Linked DNA regions of Mus musculus: region 1 is linked to region 2. The links are chromatin contacts, called in public HiChIP or PLAC-seq maps. All regions are on one chromosome and are shown on one strand. The core of a region is the stretch at or near the end of the contact, and the rest is flanking DNA. Distances in the headings are between cores, read along the strand shown. Region 1 holds the start of Opn5 (opsin 5). Region 2 has its middle 260 kb from the start of Mmut.

Region 1 (7,668 bases), core at 1,052-3,551, 1.4 Mb before region 2:
ATCAGGAGCTTGACCGTTAAAAGAAATCCTCTGGATGGGCAGGGCTTGAGATGGAGTGGGCTTGGCAGCCAGGTTCCTATACAGCTAGCTTTCTGTAACTAATTGGGAAGAATGGGAATGGATATTCATTGCAGAGTGTCCTCAAACTGTAAGTAACTTCTGCCAAATGCCATTTCTCACTGAAAAGCCTTGCGCGGGCTGTAAACTGTCTGCCAGAAAGGGGTTAAATCTGTCCTTTTATAGAAACTGAAAGCACCTCTGTGACACCTACTGATTGCCTGTCTCCTTGTGTGAGGCTAACACAACTCTGGAGAGTTGATTCCTTTTACTTCCAATGTCTCAGAGGGCTGAACAGTGCCATCTACTGGTTCAGTTTGAAATGAGCTGGTTCAAAGTATTTCTCCTTTAATACCAAGAAGTAGCTACTGCCTCACTGGATGTCATGTTCTCAGCAATGTGTGTCACTTCCCAGAAGCACAGGCTCCTCCCTTACTAGGGAGAGGCAGCACGGGACTTGGGTTTCTGCAGAGTGTCACTTAAAGGTTTTGTTGTTGTTGTGGTTCGTTTTGTAAACCTTTCAAAATCAAAACTCAAAAGAAATAGCACAGAATTCTGCGTGCTTTAAGAGTTTCTCATTGCTTAGGATTTTATCCTGGCGTTGAAGGAATGTGGCTGAAATAAGCTGTTCTCTGCTTTAAGAAACTCTAAACCTTCCCATGGCTAGCCTTGTATACTTTAATCAAGGCCCAATTATTTTCTAAATAGCCCATTTTTTTCCCTAAGATTTATTTTACTTTTAAGTGTATGAGTATGTGTATTGAGTGTGTGTGAGCATGTGTGTATGTAAGTATGTATGTATGTATGTATGTGTCTTTCTGTGTATGTATGAGTGTGTCTCTGTGTGTATCTGTGTATATCTATGTGTGAGTATGTCTCTGTGAGTGTGTGAGTATATGTATTCGTACATGGGTGTACCTATGTATGTGTGTATATCCTGTGTGTACATGTGTGACTGTGTCTCTGTATGCATGTGTGTCTGCATATTTATCTGTGCATGCATGTGTGTGAGTGTCTCTCTGTGGTGTGTGTGTATGTGTGTGTGTGTGTGGTAAGTGCCAATGCCTAAAGTCAGAGGTGCCAGACCCTCCTGGAGCTGTAGATACAGGTGGCTGTGAGCCACCCAGTCTGGGTTCTGGGGCAAACTCAGCTCCTCTGTAAGCATGTTGTGTTCTCTTAGTCACTGATACAGCTCTCCAGTCCTTAATTATTTTTTAAAAAAGATTTGTTTATTTATTTTATGCACGCGAGTACGCTGTTGTTCTCTTCAAACACACCAGACAAAGGCATTGGATCCCACGACGGATTGATTGGTTATGTAGTTGTTGGGAATTGAACTCAGGACCTATGGAAGAGCAGCCAGTGTTCTTATCCACTGAGCCATCTTCCCAGCCCCCAGCCCTTAGTTATATACATACATACACACAGACACAGACACAAACACACACACACACACAAACATTTATTCTTTGAGAATTTTTTCATTTTTTTTAAACACACTAAGTCTAATTTGTGTTGCCCATTGTGTTGAGTTTAAGTTGCAGGACCACTTACTGGACCATAATTAACCTACCAGAGGCCACATCCCCAAAGAAAACTGACTCTCCTTCCTATCGAAGCAGATAACTGCTCCTTAGCTATGGATGGAAGCTGGTGTGCCCCTCCCCTTCCCCACTCATCAACAGCCTTAAATCTTAGGTTAACCCTGTCAATCTCTGACCTCTTAGCTTCATTTCATGAAGTGTCCATGTCCGTGTGCCCTGAACACTCTTTCTTTCCTTAGCTCACCATGCCTGTTAAGAATGGAGAAAGCTTGGGCTATCTTGGGATGCTGTGTTCTGGCAAGTCAGTGTGCAGTGTCCACATTTCTCACTGTGGGTTTTCTTACGTCAGAGCTCTACAAAGTTTGCTAGGGAGCAATAGGACAAACTAGTTTTCAACCTTTTATTCACTGGGGGAGGTGTGAAAAGCCGCAGAGGCAGCCTGAGGAGAAGATGCAGGCTTGTCTAGACTGCAAATTGAACAACTGCGTGTTGGTGTATTTACGTCATTTAAGAAAAAAACAAAACAAAACAAAACAACGGTGAACATCTCTCCACTAGGTACCAATCACCTGTGGGACCCTGGAGTTTGCCTTTTGTTTTATGGAAAGAGATGCATTTGTGAGCGGATTCACGGACTTGTTATTCCGTCTGTTGAGATCTCTGCTGATTTGCTTCACAGACTCCTGGGGGGTGTGAGACCAGCATGGCCTTGAACCACACTGCCCTACCTCAGGATGAGCGCCTGCCCCACTATCTTCGAGACGAGGACCCTTTTGCTTCCAAACTTTCCTGGGAAGCGGATTTAGTGGCTGGCTTTTACCTAACAATAATCGGTAAGCTTCCTTAATGCTTCTGTGTCAGAGGCTGCATTGAGAGAATTCATAGGCTGTATTGATTTTGCACAAATGATTCTGATAAGTACGTGGGTATTAGCAGAGGTGGAGAAGGTGAATTGGCATTGTGACAGTCAATCAATGTTTCATAAAAAAATGACTGTTGCTCTCATTAGGGATAAATATTCTATTAATAATCCAAAGAACATTCATAGTGAATTCTTTATCTCAAAGCTACTTCATTTGGTCACTTGATTACTAGGTTTGATTTCTGGCTATCAAAAGAGTGATAATTGATAATTTTTCTGTTTTAAAAAGAATGGCTCTTAGACACCATCTACTTTAGCTTCATTTTCTCATAAATGAGGGAACTCTGGCCCAATATAACAGTGACAGTGAACACTGCTTTATAAGTTGCACCTCAGTCCTATGAAGATAAAAATTATTCTGGTGATCAATGAAATTCCACACTTTGGTGAAAAGAGTTTTTGTGTATAACTCACACAGGGTTGAATCTGCCTTATGTTAGACTGTATTGTTCAAACTGGCAGCCACCCATGGCTCCTGAGTGGACAAACTGTTACCTTTCAAATGAGCAGATTGTAGTGAAAATGCACGCCTCCTATTGAAGGCTTAGTACTTGGAAAATAATGTACAAACATCTTACTGATATTTTGAAATATGAAATGTCCATTGAACTCATAATTTCTGGATTATGAGTTTATGGATTAGATTTATACATAATTTATGGATTAGTAGATTAAGTATTAAATTATTAAAACTAATTTTCTTTTGTGCTTTTATGCTGCTTAATGTGGCTACCAGAAAAAAAACCCAGCAACATATGTATAGCTCACATTTCTGGTTTATATTTCTACTGAATTGCACAATGCAATTTTGCACCAATGACATTTTGTCTGGGCGTGGTGGCATGTTTTTTAACCCTAGCATTTGAGAGTCAGAGGCAGGCAGATCTCTATGAACTCCAGGCCAAACTGGTCTACATAAAATTCCGGGCCAGCCAGGGCTAAATTGTAGCACTGTCTTTAAATATTTACCACATTTCTTTAATTTAAAGTTGCTATATTAAATTTGGGTGAGCTGCGTGCAGGTGGGTTCTATCTTTAGGTTTATGTGTCTTTAATATTTCAGATGTTGGTTCCAGCCTGCTTTCTCAACCTTTCTTTCTCTCCCTCCTTTCTTTGTTTCTTCCACTCTCCCTCCCTCCCTTTTTCTCTTCCCCTCCCTCTCTCATCTGTTTATGACTGGTGAAGAATTTCATGTAATTCCTGAAATTGGAAAAAAAAACACACTAGAATGTTCCATAGATCCCTCTATGGTCAGTGCTTGAGGCAGAAAGAACTTATGAGATTAAATCATATGCTCTGTTGCAAAATAATTTCAAGGATCCTCGTATTTACTGTGAGCATTTGACTACTTTTCATTTTAATTGAAATTTGGCCTTTTGAACACAAATATATGAAGTATCCACTCTTTGCTACGCTTAAAGCGAGAGTGCCTCAGAATAAACTCCACACCATGTCTTCCTAAACTCAGTGATCAGGAAAGGCAGACAAAGAATCATTTCACAAATTAGAATTATTTGTTCCAGTCAGTTGCAAGGGATGCTTTGAAAATAGTGTCTTTAACCAGATCAATGGCTCTAGGCGATCTAACCGTGGGAGAACGATTAGCCCATTCCCTTCCTACTTTGAAGGATTTTTAGCAAGAGAGTGCAGCAGTGTTGGTGGGAAATGAGAAAAGTTCTCATTTCATGCATGTTGAGTGCAAGGGAGTCAAGATCAGACTTAAGTGCTGGAGTGGAGCTTAAAACTTAGGTGTTGGAAAGGAAGTCCCCAAGCTAAGGGAGTACTAGGTGAATTGAAGTCACAGAAAAATCATTTGGGGTGAGTGAGGAAGGGTGGGTTTGGATGAGAATGGAGGGGCTTATACTCTTTCTAGACCCATGTCTGCTTGTCACTTGTTTAGATCCTTTTTAAGGAGCCCGAGTGGACAAAGCAACATTCTTGGTCATCTTTGTTAAATACTAGGAATCTTCGGGGAAACTGAAGAATGAGAATAGAAACCCCAGATTGATATGCAGGAGAAATAAATGTGAGGCCCGTTTGCCACTCTCTTCTCTCCATGTTAAAACCTGTTTTACTAACTGCCTAAGAGGAAGGCTTTTCAGCCCGTCTATACACAAAAGGTACAGGATTTTGATGATCCAAAAAAAAAAAAAAAAAAAAAAAAAAAAAAGACCACCCCCTAGTCTCTATCTTCATAATTTTGTTTTCCTTAGTCTTAAAAATAAATCTGATGTCTCATTATGCTCATCTGCAGACAAGGTTGCTCACGGAAACAACTGAGCATAGCATTAATAGAGTTCACTATTTTTAAAATCATGACGGGCACTGGGTGAAACCCTATGAAATAGGGTTAGTAAAAAGTTTAAGAAAATGAGAGTAAGAAATAATCTCAAGAGATGCTGGCAGGCAAAGGGTGTTAGAGGAACTTTCTGGATTGACTGCATGCGAATACTTAACTGTTCCCCCCCCCCTTTTTTTTTGGCTATGACAAAGATGGAATTTGTTTTACTATTTTTGAGCTGCGTTTTTTGCACTTTTCTTTCCCAGTGTGCCTTGCTAGATGGCTTCTTATTAGGAGTTGCCTTTTATCCCCTCTGCTCTAGGACTGCACAATCCCTTCAGTCTCCCCTCCCCCATTTGCTTTAAGAAAGCTAAAGAGGCTTTCATGGACCATTAAGCATCTTTGGCTCCAGAGAGTCAGCATTCCCTAAAAAGCACCATGCAGTCAGATCCGGTGGTTTTATGCCATCAGCAGAGACACACATTTTTTTTTTCCCCTTGCCCCCTCAAATGAATTGTGGTGGAGGAAGTAAAGTAGAAATTTAAACAGAAAACGCTGGGTCTCTCCTGTTAATACTTTCCTTATTCCTTACCACTGAAGGCAGCTGTACCAGATTCTCATTTATACACAGCTACACTATGAAGCAAGAATTCCTGAGGAAATCTACTCTACATGTTAAGCTATGGAAGTAGGTGTATTCTTTTCTTAAATACAGTCAGTAGATAATGGGTCTAATTTTTGGATTTTTAAAAACTGGGCTTGTAAGAACTTGTGAACAGTTTCATTGTAATATCCAAAACCAACTTGCCATTAATAAAAGAACATTCAAACTTGGGAACACATGTATGTCGTTGTTGTCAGGTCTGGTGGGTTGAGGGTCACTTTCTCTCTCCTTGGTGGGAGGGGAATGTTGTCAGTGGTTACACACTTACCCTTGACAGCTAGTCCAGGGGTAGCTGAAGGCATCCATGGTCCAGATAGTGAGGGTCCATTCCACCGCAGGAATCTAAGTCCTGGGGCCTGTGTTGAGGACATGACCCCTTCCTTGCAAGGAAGCCACCTCTGACCACACCTCTCCCACATGCCAGTGCTCCTATGTGAGCCCACAGGGGCACTGAAGTCACCTCTCTTGGTTGACTTTATCTTCAAGATTTTTATAAAAAGCTAAGGGGTTGATTCCACTTATTCAAGGGAGGGAGTCATATAAAGCCAATACTTTATAAAAATGGCGAGGAAAACACTCTGCCCTGGGGGCCGGTACAAGAACTGACCATTGGGATTCCCACATCATCCTGAGCCTAACCGAGAAGCTAGTGGTTCCCTTGTCTGGGTAAGTTCAGTCCTGTAATTCCCCATTCCTACCCCTTCTGAGGCGACCCATCCCTTGCCTGTCACTCACAATCCATGCTTTTATTTCATCTTCTCAACTTAGATTTTTATCTAGTGTCCTGTCATTACCCTCTAAATCCGTGGAGTTCATTGTTTTTTTGTTTTTTAATGTGAAGTGTTTCATCTGCAAATGAATGCTCATGCTCACTTTAATGATGGGACATTTTATTCTTCTTTGTAGGGATTCTCTCTACATTTGGAAATGGGTATGTCCTTTATATGTCTTCTAGACGCAAGAAGAAGCTGAGACCTGCGGAAATAATGACTATCAATTTAGCAGTCTGTGATCTGGGGATATCAGGTAATTCAGCCACGCTGCTCCTTCTTTGTGGGTTTAAGGTATTAGCCATTCTAAATCCCTCACTGGCTCAGAGCTCACTTTCTTACCTCCTGCTTCTTCCCAAAGCATCTTTGCAGTGTTTGTAGCCAGTCAATAAAACATCTGCTAAAGAGATCAGCTAACATTCTTTTTTACTTATTAATATATTTAATTTTATTTAATAACATATTTATTAAGAGGTTGTTTATCATTTTTGGTTAGGCATGGGGCTTCTCCCTAGAAAACTGGGACAGCCCCCCCCTCCCCAAAGCTATTTCAAATTGATACCTGGAGGGGAAAAGAAAAGACTAAGTTTTCTCCAGTGGAGTGCCACACTCCAGGGTGGGCAGGCCCTGTGATCAAGAATAGTTAGTTAGCCAAAGCCAAACAAACTCCATGTTTTTTGGTAAGCTTATTTATTTATTTATTTATTTATTTATTTATTTATTTAGTCTTATCGGTTTTCTGTTTGTTTGGTTTTCATTTCATTTCATTCTTCTTTCGTGTGTCTTCTTCTTCTTCTTCTTCTTCTTCTTCTTCTTCTTCTTCTTCTTCTTCTTCTTCTTCTTCTTCTTCTTCTTCTTTTTTTTTTTTTTTGAGACAGGGTTTCTCCGTGTAGCCCTGGCTGTCCTGGAACTCACTCAGCCAGGCAGGCCTCGAACTAAGAAATCTGCCTGCCTCTGCCTCCCGAGTGCTGGGATTAAAGGCATGTGCCACCATGCCCGGCTTGTGTTTGCTTCTTTTTAGAGAGAGAAAAAGCTGGTGGGTAGGGAGGTAGAGAGTATTTGGGAGGAGTTGGAAAAACAATGATCAAAATATATTGTATGAGAGAAGTTTTCTATTTTTTATTTTCCTTTCCTTCTTTCTCTGTTTCTTTCCTTCTTTCTGTTTCCTTGTTTCTTTCTTGTCCCCCTTTTTCTTTTTCTTTTTGGCCTTTTGAGACACGCTCTCCTATAGCCCAGGCTGTTCCCTGATTTCCTATGTAGGTGAGGCTGACTTTGAACTGTTCACCCCCTTGCCTCCCCGGAGTGGTAGGATTACAGGCATGTGGCTCTATGGTTAGATCATTTTTGTCAAATATTTTATTTCTTACTTATTTTTTCCTTGAATATATACATGTCTGTATATGTACGTGTGTATGCACATTTACGTATAT
Region 2 (7,211 bases), core at 983-3,482:
ACCTCTGTTCTTCAGAAACACAAGGAAGCATCATTCAGATGATCTCTTTACTTGTAGAACTGTATTAATGATGTAGGGAACTGCTGGGCTACAGAGGTAGGCCTTCAGAGCCCCCTTTCTGGACCTTCATGGAGGAAAGGGAGGAAATGCAGGACTACAAGGGATCAAACTTCTTCCTGCCACCCTTTTATTTTATTTTTTTTATAAAGGCATTAATCTATTCTATGCACTAAGGGCAGAGTCCTCCTCACCTAAAAATATCCCATCAGGTCTTATCTCCCATACCTGTAGCCCTAAAGGGTAGATTTTCAACACAAGAATTCTAACATTACTATCATACCAAGAACATTTGCATAATGCTTTTATGATAAAATAATAGATATTCTCTTGATCAAATCAACTGCAAGTTGTGCAAGGGAATAATGAAGGGTGCCCTGCATGCCCAAAGGCATGAGTGCTGCTTCACTGGTAGACAGGAACAGTTGTAAGCCTTACTTCCAGCTGTCTCTTCAGCTTCATTCTCCTGCTCCATGGTAGCGCCGATCACAGAAGTACTGACTAGGCAAGGAGAAGAATTGTGTGTTACCATGTGAAAAATGCCTTCATGTTTAGTGATGTACCTGTAGCAGCAAACCTCTGAAGGCTGTCATACATCAGTGAACACGCTTGGAATCTCCTAGGGGAAGTCTAATAGTTGACGAGCTAAACTGAATCTTCTAGACCCACAGGAGATGAACAGCTGTTTTAATCTATGTAACCCCTGAAGCAGGACTTCTCTATTTGTGCCAAATGGCAACTTTGCAGAGAAAGCTGTTTCCAAGGGTCAGTAGGGAAAAGTTATTATGGAAATGGCTATTTGAAAAAAAAAAATAAGGCCAAGATGCTGTCAGAAAATGCAAGAAAGTCTCAGCTTAGTAGTAGTGAAACTATTATTTTTACATTTTGTTCATTCGGGATTTGTTACTTTACACTTAGTTATTTTACATTAAAATGCAAATGCTCAGTGTGCACCATGTGGATTGTGACTATTCTTCAGCCATCTGTTTGAATTCTAAGGATACCACCTTGTTTTGTCCTTTCTAATTCCACCAAGACTACTTTGAGCCAGAGCACCATGATCTTTCTTCTTCATTCAGTGAACTTTCAGAGGGAATGTTTGTTGTTGCCCACGCTTACCCATGATCCTTTATGCCATTAATAGAAATTTTACATTGTACTCCGTGTTTTCAGTAGTTCAGTTTCAAACTAGAAGACAACTCTGGGTAAACAAAGAAAACAGTATTCCCTTTTTCCTGATCCAGCCTCTAGGGCTGCTGGTGAGTTTCAGAAGATATGTGTGAGAGAGGTGAGATAGCTCAGCAACTAGAGGTGCTTGCCACCAAACATCATAACTTCAGTTTTATTCTGGGGATCCATATAGAAGATAAGACAATCATCTCACTTAGGTTGTACCATGAGATCACCATGGGCCTCATACAATGCACATGCAAACAAATCATACATGTATACCAACAGGTCTAGAGAGGTGAGAAATGGTAAATAAAGAGACAAAAGTCTCTACAAAGAAAATACTTGGGGCCCCCCACTAGTTCTATTCAGGTTTCCTTCCTTCCTAGCAAGACATTGGGAATGTGTCAATACATGGATGCTGATTCTCAGTGCTACCTGAGAACCTTTATGACTAAAGAAATTCTTTTTCCCATAATTGTTTCTACCCATATAGAGAATATTTATGCATAAACGTTATTACAGAATTCTGCTTTTCTTTCCAAGTCTTATATCATTAAATAGATTCTATGCCTTGTGTTTTATTCCTCCCATATTAACTCTACCTGTCTATGAATGTCCTACTTGACATGTTCAGTTGTTTAGATTTCGACCCTCACCTGAATCACCCTCACCTCTTGTCTTTAGGCAGTTCCATGTGTGTTTCTAACTCATAAGTAAAAAGGTGTCAGAATTATCATGTTAAGTTGTTGTGTTGAACCCTGACTCACAAAGAGATTCTGTTTTCCTACAAAAAGCTTCACAATTAAAAGCTTAGAGTCATGTGTTTAGAATTTAGGGTGCTCAATTTCTACCATCAATCTGCCTCCATAAATTTCCTTCACACTGCTCCATTTTCTGTTTACCCAGTTCTTGATTCATTCTCTTATTTCTCCTCAGATACAGTAAAGTAACTCACTGTAGCCTCCCCTCCCAACCTGAAGCTGGCTGAACCAGACCTCGACTTTGCTGCCACTAAAGAGATTACCTAGGGTGGAGCCTTCCTCCCTAGATCACTCTATTGTTCAGCCACTGTCGCTGCTGCTACCTGCTGGGAGTTGGCCTAGCTATTCTGGAGACTACATCCTATCCTTCATGTGGTCACCTGCAGCTGGGCTCCAAGGATGAATTGGCAGGAATGGGCCTCCCCCCTCCTTTATAAAGCGTGTCCGCCATTAAACATTTGAACCTTGAACAGACTAGTTGTCTTGGTTCCATTATTTCTTGACCAGCCTAGGTCCGCTCTTCTCTTTCAGCTCCAGGCTGCCTCCCAGGCTCGAACCTGGACATGAGAGTTGCAGGCCGGCCCCAACAACTCACACTTTTTTCTTGATCATTTTCCTATCTCTCCTTACTAAAGACTTTCCCTTCTTAATGCTTTTCAAAGCAGGCAGTCTGAATTGACCTCCAATTTAAATAGGAATCATATTCTATGATGCTACTGAATATACAGAATAAATCTTAATATTTGCTTTTAAATAAGCTGTTTGGAAGTTTCAAGTGGTTTCTTCTAAAAGTACATTTAAAAAAATCTTCTACTAGATTCCTTCTTGCTAAAGAATAAAAGCATTAACTTGTTTTGACTCAATGTTCTAGAATGAAGATTACATATGTAGAAACTCCAATATGGTTCGATTTCATCTGTACTCCAGTTCTAAATTGCCTCAGGTTGGGAAAATGATTCTATATGCATAAAAGAGATAACATGAAACATCAAAAGAGAATAGTAGCCGGGTGGTGGTGGCACACACTTTAATCCCAGCACTTGGGAGGCAGAGGCAGGTGGATTTCTGAGTTCGAGGCCAGCCTGATCTACAGAGTGAGTTCCAGGACAGCCAGGGCTACACAGAGAAACCCTGTCTTGAAAAACCAAAGAGAGAGAGAGAGAGAGAGAGAGAGAGAGAGAGAGAGAGAGATAATAGTTTTTAACTCAGCTGTCTGCTTAAGTCATGACCACAGACATCCATTTCTATGTACAGTCATAAAATACTGTTTATACAGAATATAAACAGTATTTCTTCCCAGACTTCAACAATTGACTGGCTCAGAGGAACTGATAAAGACTAGTTTGTGAATTTCCTGAAAAGATAGAAAAGTGTTCGCTTTTCAGTTATTCGAATTGTTTCTAAATTAGGCTGAATAAAAACTTTGGAAATAAAATTATAAAGCAACAAAATATTAATTGCCTTGATTTGATCAACTCATACTATATTCAGTGATCGAAATATTTTACAGACCATCATAATCTGCTCAGTTATGTGGCAGCCAAAAACTTCTAAAATTCTAATAAGATAAAATGCTTACAGCATTTATTTGACTCTTTCACACTCTATACACATAGCAACTTGTCATACTGTATCCCCAAACAATGATTTATAATTATTTCTTAAGGCCCTATTATCAAAAATATAAATAAATATTTGTGTGTCAATATGAATAATTGTTTAAATATGTATGGAACAAACACATTGACTTAATGTCTCAGGTTATTACCAGAATTAGCTTGAAGTTTTCTTTCTTTTCTGATAATTCTTTTGCTTTCCCTTAATTACTAGTGGCATCTCTATGACAGCAGGCGTTTAGTTCCCTAACAGTATAAATTAATTAATGTTTGGATTGATTCAAATGGTGATATTGGGCTGAGAATATTGCTCAATCCACAAAATGCTTTTCACACAACCATTAGGGGTTATTTGGATCCCCAGCTCCCGGGTAAAATGCAAGACCTAGCAGAGCATGTCTGTAATCCTTATACTGACCTAGCAAGACCTAGCAGAGCATGTCTGTAATCCTTATACTGGGAGGTAGAGCAGGAAGAGTCCTGGAGCTCCCGGGCCAGCTCTTACCTAATCACCTATCTTCAGATACAGTGGGAGATCCTCTCCCAAACAATTAAATGAAGAGTCATAAGATATTGCTCCCTGGCCCATATGTGTATACACACACACACACACACACACACACACACACACACTTGTACATATATGGACACTGACACATGCACATAACACACATACTCACACACATACACACACACACTTTTGTACATATATGAACACTGATACATGCACATAACACACACACATATATAAACACACCCACATACACAAACTCATACACCCATACACACACTCACACACTCAAACACACAATGACACACACATTCATATATACACATACACACACTCACACACATATACACACATTGACACTCATACACAATACACACATTCACACACACATATTCACATTCACACTCACACACACATACACATATTCAGACACACATACTCACACTTACACATTCACATACACATATACACACATTCTCATAGATAGACACACATTCACACTCACACACACATACACACACATTCACACACAAACACACACCCACAGAGTCTACAGCAATGTCCCCTCTTGCCTCCTGTACTCAGTGAGTCACCAGCTGATTCCATGACAACGAGGAGCACCAGAGACATTAAAGACAATCCAAAATTAGAAAAATAGATAAGTGATAAACATAAACTAAATATGTTGAGGCTGTTTTCCTGGTAATGTACTGAGAGCTGATGTATACTCGTTTAGATAATACAATAACAAACAATAACCCAGCAGGCAGCAGGAAAGCAAATGTCACTATTGGAGGTCAGGACAAAAAGAGATATTACCCAGAGTTAAGTGTCTATTTTCTCTGAATAAATAACAGCTGTCTCTAATGTTTTAAGAGATAAAATAAACATACAGGAATATGAAACCGTAATGAGTTCTGACAATAAACGAAAGTGGAAAGCATATAAAAGGGCAAATACAAGCACCCTGTCTAATGAAAGATAGATTATTGTAGAGAAAAATATCCTAGTTCCTGTAGATCATATTTCATATAAAACACAATAAAATGGCAACAAAACAGATTAGTGTTCTTTTTATATTTTCCTTTTTATTGCTTCTTTGTGTACCCCAGTCCCACTCATCTCTCTGTCTTTTTGTACCATCCTTCTGCCCTTACAACCTCCACTCCCACCAGAAGAAAAAAATCTCATTGAGGAATTTGTACTATGTCACAATGAGTCCACAGTATACCCTTTTGTCCACACTTCTTTACTTGCAAATGTCCATTGCAATAAGTAAGTCATTGGTCTGGTTCAAGGCCTCTGGCTTCTGCTCCATTATCTATACTGGATCCTCGCTGGGCCTACTCTTGAATTCTCTGTTGTTGCCCTGTATCCTGGAGATCCTACAGCTTTGGATCTGTAGGACGGGCTCCTTCCAATATCCAAGCCAGCAGGGCCAGCTCTACAGTGCTACCCAGATGAGGTACAGGGCCTGCTCTCTTGAATACTGAACCAGGTGAGAAGCAGTGCCAACTCTCCTGCTCTCGTGACCCTGGAGCCAGTTCTCCCGCCTGATTCAAGTGGGCAGTGGTAAGGAGGGAAGAGAGGCATCGCCCCACCCATTCACACCACCATTAGGAAAATGAGTGGCAGGTCCAGCTCCCTTACTTTCACAATCTCAATGCCTGTTGATCTGTAATCCCTTCAAGCAGGAACAGCTCTGCGGAGCCAGGTGTAGAGTCCATCTTCTGAATCCTGAAGCTGGTGAGAGGTACAGCCAGCTCTCTTGCTCTCAAGTCTTCAGCGTCAACCCTCCCATGATGCTCAGGTAAGGGGTGGGGCAAGTTCTAAGTTCTACACAGTCTTCAGATATCAACATGTTCCCGGGTGGCAGCTAGGACCAGGGATGTCTGTCTGCCTTTGGTGATAACGGATTGTACCACTGACAAGGCCCAAGCCAGGACCTCAACATGCATAGTCTCAGATGGCATTGCTGGCCACTCACATCAGATTGTTCCCCACTACCCTCGAATCTCCAGTTCCATCTCTCTTCATTGTGTACGAATCTTTTTGCTTACCCTTCTCTTCCACTTCTCCACTACTTACTTGCTCATCTTAGTGGTGCTTAGGGCATTTGGGTGAATGGGGTTATCCCTAGAGTGTGTGCCCTGCCCATGCCATGTAGCACTCATCTGGGGGTAGTCTCAGGCTTACTTCACCCTCTGGCCCTTGTGGCACCAGCATGTCTCCAGTATTGACCTTTCTCAAGCTCCTTTGTCTGCATGAAGATGGGGATGCTTTTCCAACCCAACCCGGCATGGTGTCAGCTTCCTTAGTTTGCTCCCTTCTGAATATCCCTAGCTGGGGCCTCATTCCTCTCTTCCTCGAATACTGGTTCTACACACACACACACACACACACACACACACACACACACTGTCATGGAAGGAAGATTAGGGAAAAAGGCAAGTTAGAAATAAGGAAAATACAATGAAATGAGAAACTACTAGTGAAACACTCTTGAGTTGTTGTTGCTTGTGTCATCAAGCACCTCATGACTCATTCATTTTTAGAATGCTCTAAGCAATGCAGAAAAATCACGAAATCAGAATTAGAAAGAGTTAAAATTCTGCAAATCAGGCAGAACTACCTTTACATCTATGTCTTACAGATTAGGAACTGGAGAGACAGCTAAGTGTAATAAAACGCCTGCCATGCGAGCATGAGGACCTGAGCTTAGATTCCTAGCTCTCACATTACCACCTCCTTGTCCTGGAATTCCCCTACACTTGGGTGAGCAGGAGGAGGAGGACTGGGATAGGGGGATAACATTTGAAATGTAAATAAAGAAAATATCTAATAAAATTAAAAAAAAAAAAGCCAAGTGAGAAAGGATGCCTGGAATCCTAGTGCTGGGGAGGGAGAGATGGGAGGATCCCTGCAGGTTGCTGGTCAGAAGGCATTGCAAATTAGGTGATCTCCCAGCTGACTGAGAGTTACATCTCAAGAAATAAGGCAACAGGAAAGTGAGAAAGACATCCAACAATAAACTCTTGACTTCTAACTGCCCGTGGTATACCCTAGCATGCACTTTTGCACAAACATGAAGTT

Evidence for each region. HiChIP or PLAC-seq counts read pairs in DNA pulled down with a chosen protein or histone mark.
Region 1: a contact with region 2 is called in an H3K27ac HiChIP or PLAC-seq map of embryonic stem cells, with 6 times the contacts expected there. The contact joins the promoter of Opn5 here to the enhancer-like site in region 2. A contact is called at or near these places in 7 of 39 promoter capture datasets (cranial neural crest, embryonic stem cells, hippocampal neurons and 3 more), 1 of 115 datasets of contacts at active chromatin or transcription factors (embryonic stem cells) and 1 of 9 other capture datasets (adipose tissue).

What each region holds. Positions count from the first base shown.
Region 1 is chr17:42,605,946-42,613,613 of GRCm38.p6, reverse strand. It overlaps Opn5 (opsin 5), which reads left to right and starts at 2,301. Exons shown (of 7, transcript NM_181753.4): 1 at 2,301-2,434; 2 at 6,375-6,494. The coding sequence starts at 2,305.
Region 2 is chr17:41,194,667-41,201,877 of GRCm38.p6, reverse strand. No RefSeq gene overlaps it. Among named protein-coding and RNA genes, the nearest start is that of Mmut, 260 kb to the right of the region's middle. Within about 2 kb of position 2,232, at least 2 of the 459 cell types and tissues checked have an H3K27ac peak or open chromatin away from gene starts, as enhancers often do. A contact at or near this core is called in embryonic stem cells, where this site is marked.